Regions from separate parts of the Macaca mulatta genome. Here region 1 is linked to region 2. A link is a contact called in public Hi-C data. All regions are on one chromosome and are shown on one strand. The core of a region is the stretch at or near the end of the contact, and the rest is flanking DNA. Distances in the headings are between cores, read along the strand shown. Region 1 holds the start of FAM171A1 (family with sequence similarity 171 member A1). Region 2 holds the start of RPP38-DT (RPP38 divergent transcript).

What was found. A called contact is a pair of places that touch in the nucleus more often than the background predicts.
Region 1: a contact with region 2 is called in a Hi-C map of fetal cortical plate, with 2.3 times the contacts expected there. The contact joins the promoter of FAM171A1 here to the promoter of RPP38-DT in region 2. A contact is called at or near these places in 2 of 14 Hi-C or Micro-C datasets (fetal cortex germinal zone and fetal cortical plate).

The regions. Positions count from the first base shown.
Region 1 is chr9:16,938,575-16,941,836 of T2T-MMU8v2.0, forward strand. FAM171A1 (family with sequence similarity 171 member A1) reads right to left here and starts at 1,891. Exons shown (of 8, transcript XM_028826015.2): 1 at 1,761-1,891. The coding sequence starts at 1,857.
Region 2 is chr9:16,671,045-16,674,367 of T2T-MMU8v2.0, forward strand. RPP38-DT (RPP38 divergent transcript) reads right to left here and starts at 1,885. Exons shown (of 4, transcript XM_015146537.3): 1 at 1,753-1,885; 2 at 1,386-1,531; 3 at 1,085-1,384; 4 at 72-1,083. The coding sequence starts at 1,490. The coding sequence ends at 1,021. It overlaps RPP38 (ribonuclease P/MRP subunit p38), which reads left to right and starts at 2,000. Exons shown (of 2, transcript XM_028826012.2): 1 at 2,000-2,065.

The DNA.
Region 1 (3,262 bases), core at 641-3,140, 270 kb after region 2:
ACATTGAAGACATGCCATCCTTTCTCTATTTCAGAAGTGCATGAATTTAATATTTCCATATATTGGTATTTCAAGTGCAAAACGAAAAATTCAACTTGCTCTTTAAAATTAATGGTCTCGCTGAAGTGCAAATATCATTCTCTAAAATAGCTGATTCAAAAAGCAGTAGGGTATTAATAAAAGAAGCTACAATGCAACACTGATGATCTAATGTCCTAAACATTTGTTTCCTACACGAAGAGAAATATAGGTCTTTTTGTATTTTGTGGCTGTCTGCTCTTCCATGATATGCATTACTAAAACTATACACAGTTCATAACGGTCATATTCTACCATGGCCATAGAAGCAGCAATGCATTTAAGATATTCCAGGAAATGATACTGCAAGTGCCAGATATGAAAACCTTCAACTCAACATGTAGGCAACAAAACTCAACCCAACAGACTGTTGGCAGAGCCTTTCCTCCCCGTGACAACATCGTGGTGGAAGCCCGGGCGTCTCTGCTCTCAGGCACCCTGAGCGGGTTAGCCGAGGAAAGGGGGTCCCAGCAAGGAGACCCTCGGATGCAGCACTCCTCGTTTCTTCGGCCTGCAGGGCCAACTTTGCAGGACACACACCCTTCTGCCGGGACAGGCCTCAGGCTTGGAAACCGGGGGTTCTACAGGGCTGCAGGGAGCTCCCTCGCGGAGACCTGAGCCCCCAGCAAAAGCCCAGGCAGTGGTGCGCTGCTGGGTGAATGCAGAGGCTCATCTGCGGGCCTCAGTGGCCCTTTTGAAAACGCCAGCAACAGAGGAGCCCTCGACGCTGTCCCTACAAAAATGTGCCAAGGAAGCTTTAGGGTGGGGCGGGGGGGACCCCTCAAAAAACGCTGATTTTAAAAACAAAAGACAGGCTCGTGGCCATTCTCAGAGGCGACCACGTTACCCCCGGGGCTGGAAAGCAGATTTGTGGAGGCCAAAGACGAGACAAAAGGCACGAGCTGGCGACAAACAGACCTGGAAAGGATTTTTTTTTTTTTTTTTTTTTTTGGTGAGCGATGAGGGCCTCCCAGTTCAATTCTTTCTCCCCTTCCAGAGACTATTCCTGGGCCGCTAAGCAAATCCCTTATGGTCTGGAAGAGACGTCAGATAGGCAGGGGGAGAGAACCCCCCAAACTTTCCCAAACTGCGGCAGGCTAGTGGCTGATGGCGGGCAGCGGCCGCGGACCTCGGGGTCCCGGGACACAGGGGGCACCCCGGGGCGGCGGCCGTCCCCTCCCGCCACAACAAAAGGGCCCAGCGCAGCCCAGCAGCTGGGGCTTCCCAGACCCAAGCCCGGCGCGGGGAGGCTGGAGTGCGATCCGGCGGCGCGCCCTGGGCGGCCCCTCTGTCCGCGGCTGCATCGGAGACACAGCTGCGTGTCCCAGGCGCGGCATAAAGGGGACCCCCGAGCGCATCCAGACGAGCCCCCGCCGCAGCGGCGACAGCAGCTGGAGCTGCGCGTGCCCCCCGCCCGACCCAGCCCCGACCCCTGGCCCCGGCCCCCGGCCCCCGACCCCGGCCCCCGGCCCCAGAAGCCTCTGCCCAGGTCACCCCGCGTCCCCGGCCCGCGCCGCCCCCTCGGGAGCGCGTTGCAGGGGGGCTGCAGGCCCGGAGGCTCCCGCTGCGGCTCGGGCTGCGCCGCCACCACGCGGCCAGGGACCCTCCCGCCGCCGCCTGCGCCGCCTCCGCGCCAGGCCCGGCGCGACACAAAGCCCCCGGCCCCGCCGCCGCCCACCGACCTTGCGCTCCCGCGCCGGGCTCCCGCAGCGTCTTGGTCACCGCCTTCCAGACGTGGCAGCCCAGCAGGCACAGCAGCAGCGCCGCGGACCTGCTCATCTCCGCCGCAGGGCCGGCGGCGGCTCGGGCTAGCGGAGAGCGGGCCGGGCGGCGGCGCGTCACGGGCGGCCGGGCGCCGCGCCCCCCTCCATGTCGCTGGCTCCGCGCGCCGGGCCCGCCGCCCGATTGGCCCGGCCCCGCCGCCCCGGCCGCTCCCTCCCGCGCACCGCGCCGGGTTTCCCCGAAGAGCCGCGGCGGCGGCGGCTGCTGCTCCGCCAGTTCCTTAACCCCTTCCTGCCCCGCCCGCCGCCGCCGCCGCCGCTGCCGCTGCCCCTGCCCGCGTCCAGGCCCCGGGCCCGTGGTGCCACCTGGCGGCCGCCGCGCCGAGGGAGCCCCCGCCCGGCGCCGCTGCCTCGCACCCCCCGCCCGAAACCCCGGCAACACGGCTCGCCCCATCCCCGCAGCCCCGCAGAAGAGCCAGACCTGCCTTTCAGGGCGGAGCCCTTTTCATCACACCAGGCCACCCGAGGGGCCGCAGGAGACATGGTATCTGGATGTAACCCCCCCGCCCCCATGCCATCCTAATATAGTTGTGTCCCCTAATGTAGATTTCACACCCAGTGTTAAAGATCCGCAAGAACACTCCCTAAGCCAGTATAGACTGCAGTAGGCCTGCAGTACCTACGTGTTGGCGGGTGGACAGCTTCAGGTGGAATGGTACTTGGATAGTTCTAGGGGTTAGGGCGGGGAGGAAATCCACCTCTTTTGAGGCCCTAGGTGCTTTAAAAATTTCTGTCCTATTAAAGAAAATAGATTATTCCATGACACGTGTGAAAGCGCAGCAAAGAAGACCCTCTTTGGAACCAAGGCAATAGGTATAGGCGCTACCATGGGATTCTGCAGTGGGGGAGAAAGGTTGAGTTCAACTCTGAATACAGCAGGAACAAGTGGGGATTTATAACCGAGGACCAGGGTGGGAGGCAGGGAATGGAAAATTACTAAGAGGAAGCATCGGGGGAAGGGGGATTCTAACAGGATTCTTGAAGATCAGACAGACCCTGGCAGGGCTGGGGCGGGACGGGGTGGACGGGGAAGCTGATCAGATATCCAGGGTGGGGGATTCTTGAAACTGACTTAGCAGGGTTCTTCCTGAAAGTAGATTTTACAAGGAAGGGCACAACTGGGCCTAGAAGAAGGTTCCGGAGCCTGACTGTAGTTCGGTCAATCAGACTCTTTGTCCATCTTCACAATACATGATCTAAGAGGTAGTTAGCATTATCCCCATTCACAAATGAGAAAAGAGGCTAAGGAGGGTTAAGGAATTTGTCCAAAAGTGCACACCTGGTCAGTGGCAGAGCCGAGATGCTAATAAGAACGTCAGTCTGACCCTAAAATTGAAACTCTTCACAAAAACCTCCAGACTTGGCTGGGTGTGATGGTTCATGCCTGTAATCCCAACACTTTG
Region 2 (3,323 bases), core at 635-3,134:
TTAATTTTAGCAAAATCCTTGTAGAAATTAAACTGCTAGTTTTAAAATAAAACACAAGCACTAAAATAATAGAGGTTATGTTTCATTTTTATTAACTTAGTTTTGCCATGGTTGAGACTGGATTCACCACAGTTCAATTTATCAAGCACTTAACTATGTGTTCCGCACATAATAATCATCTTAGCATAGAGGATCATCTCTTCTAATCCTCACAAGAGATACTATTTTTATCACTTCATAGAGGAGGTTAATAAACTTGACTAGGTCATAAGATCTTCAGTTGAAGTTAGGATTTCAACCCAGAGCCAAGTAATGTAATGGCTGATGTTTTCCATAGAGAAAATGTAAGCTGAGATGATGCTCAAACTATAAATCTGGAACCTTAGGGGGACAAAAACGTATGGATGTCTCCTTCCTATTACTTTAGCATTTTAATTAGACCCGTGTGTCTCTATTTGTTTTTGGACATGCAAGCTGCTTGCAGTTCATCATAGCGAATTCACACAATTCATTTGATGAAACACAAACCTGTTCTTACAAACTCACTGTCATCTCTTTTTAATCTTACTAATTCCGATAAAAATCACATTGCACTTTACCCTGTGTCACCTCCAATGATCTCTGACCGAAAGCCAAATCTTCTTTGTGTGTTTGCTTTATGGACAGTTAGGTTCTACACAGGTACTTAAACATGAAAATTGAAATCATAGAGGCTGGGCACCGTGGTTCAAGCCTGTAATCCCAGCACTTTGGAAGGCCGAGGCAGGCGGATCACCTGAGGTCAGGATTTCGAGACCAGCCTGACTAACATGGTGAAACACTGTCTCTACTAAAAATACAAAAATTAGCTGGGCTGGTGGCCTGTGCCTGTAATCCCAGCTACTCAGGAGGCTGAGGCAGGAGAATCGCTTGAACCCGTGAGGCGGTGGTTGGAGTGAGCCAGAATCACGCTATTGCACTCCAGCCTGGGACACGAGGGCGAAACTGTCTCAAAAAAATAATAATAATAAAGCACAGAAACTATACCAGAAAATAGGAAACAAAACGAACAGTGAAGAGAGTGAGAAAAGGAGGCAGATATATAGAAGAGGAAAAGGAAGGGGGCCCAAGTGAGGCCGGAAAAACCGGGGAGGAGGAGGTGGCTCATTAGGTCAGAAGCAACCTGCCGTCTTCTAAGTTCTGGCCAAGGGTAGATCAACGGATCCAGAATCCTGAGTTTTAAAATGTTATTAGGCTGCTTCATCACTTGTCCCTGACGTTGCAGCGACTCCGATGGTAACTTTAGTCTCCATTGCTTGGAGCAGCCACAGTGTACACCGGACAGGATATTCCGCGCAGCTGTTGCTGAACTCAAGGCAACTCCTATCGCCTTTCTCTTTTCGGAGCTCAAGATTCCTTGCATTATTGCCCATAGGCATGTGTTTTACCCCACACTCCTTCTCCCTTTTATCTTGATTTTCGTGGTGCTGGGGAGTCTGCAGGGATTCCATGGCGACGGGTTCACTGGGACAGGGGCTGGGGTTGTGCGTCCCTGAGGCAAAGCAAATACAGAAAAGGGAATAGAGATAGAGGGCTAAGACTCCCAGGCACTGAAAGGTAGAAACTGGGTTATAAGAGAGAGGGGAGCACAGACGCCCGGAGAGAGCCTGCCCTCGGGATACCACTGGCGGTAGGCTGGCCTCCGAACAACTAGAAGGTCCAAGCCCTGAGCGTCTGGTTACCCGGGCAACTTTATGGTCTCGCGATACAGACCTCGCGCCTGCGCACTGCCGTTGTAGGGGGCCCAGTCCGGAGCCTCCACCCCGGGGCCTAAACTCGAATCTAAAAGATGGGGCCTCGTTGTGTTGTTTCCGGGCCGCGCGACGCTGTGGGCTGCTTTCCCCTTTCCGGAGTGACCTAACACAGGATAACGAAACCTGCAGTGCTCCTAGCGCTTCCGCTCCGCCCCGTCGCGTCTGGGAGGCGAAGCCGGGAGGCGAGCGCTCTGCGCATGCGCGGCGCAGGCGCACTTGGAGCCGGTGCTGCAACCCTCAGGTAAAGGCGGATCCGCCACCGTGAGTTCCAGGTGGGCGCGCGCGGGGCCCACGTAGGGCAGGAGGCCAGCCCCGGGGGGATCGGGCCCGGGACTCCACGGAATCTGGAGGCCGAAGCCCGCGCGCACGCAAGGCCTCCGCTGCTTCCCCGACGCCTCTTGCGTGGCCGCGGAACTCGCCGCCCTCTCGGTTGGGCTACCCAGTCCCGGGCCAGTCGTGTGCACCCAGAGCTTCCGCGCCTCTCCTCGGGCTCCTCTGCTGGATTGCAGCGCCGTCTGGGCACCAGGAGTGCAAAGCGAAAACCGCACGCCGGCCGTTCTGTTCTCCACGGTCTCCAAGGAGACACGGACCGATCCAGGGGCGGCGTGCAGTGGGGAGGTGAGCTTTGGGTCGGCCGTCGCCCCTCGGCTACCGGCGGGATCCAGAAACCGGAAGTCACCACCGATACCCTTCTCACCTTTACTCCCAGCTGGTCACTACTGTGTCGGGAGATTCTACCTTCTTTTCCGACTAACATGTATTTCTCTCCAGTCCTTTCTGCGGTGTCTCTAGTGTAGGCCACCGCCATTTCTAACCTGGACGACTCCGGGGGCGTGTTTGCTGCTCAAGGATTCTTCCTTTGCCCAGATCCACAAAGATCTATAACGTCTTTCTAATCATGACGCCTCTGCTTTAGACGTTAAAGTTGCTTCACACTGGAAGGCTTGCAAAGGTCTTCATTATCTGGTCCTTACCCACCTTTCCTAGTTTCTCACTGCTTTCTCTAGCATCTCTTTCCCAGCCACATTGAACTTATTGGAACTTGCTTGCTTTTTTTTTTTTTTTTTTTTTTTTTTTTTGAGACATAGCAGTCGCCCAGGCTGGAGTGCAGTGGCGCGATCCTGGCCCACTGCAACCTCCTCCTGCCGGGTTCAAGCGATTCTTCTGCCTCAGCCTCCCGAGTAGCTGGGACTACAGGCGCGCGCCACAACGCCCGGCTGTTTTTCGTATTTTTAGTAGAGACGGGTTACCATGTTGGTCAGGCTGGTCTCGATCTCCTGGCCTTAAGTGATCCGCCCGCCTGGGCCTCCCAAAGTGCTGGGATTACAGGCGTGAGCCACCTTGCCAGCCAACTTCTTTCTTTTAATGCTGAGATACCTTTCTTTACTCCATACTCCCTTTGGTTGGCATTGTTTAGATGTAGGTTGAGAGGTCCGGCCGGGCTCCTCTTAGTCCCAGACTAAGTGCTCACGCCTGTAGTCCCAGCACTTTGGGAGGCCGAGGTGGTTGGATCACAAGGTCAGGAGATCG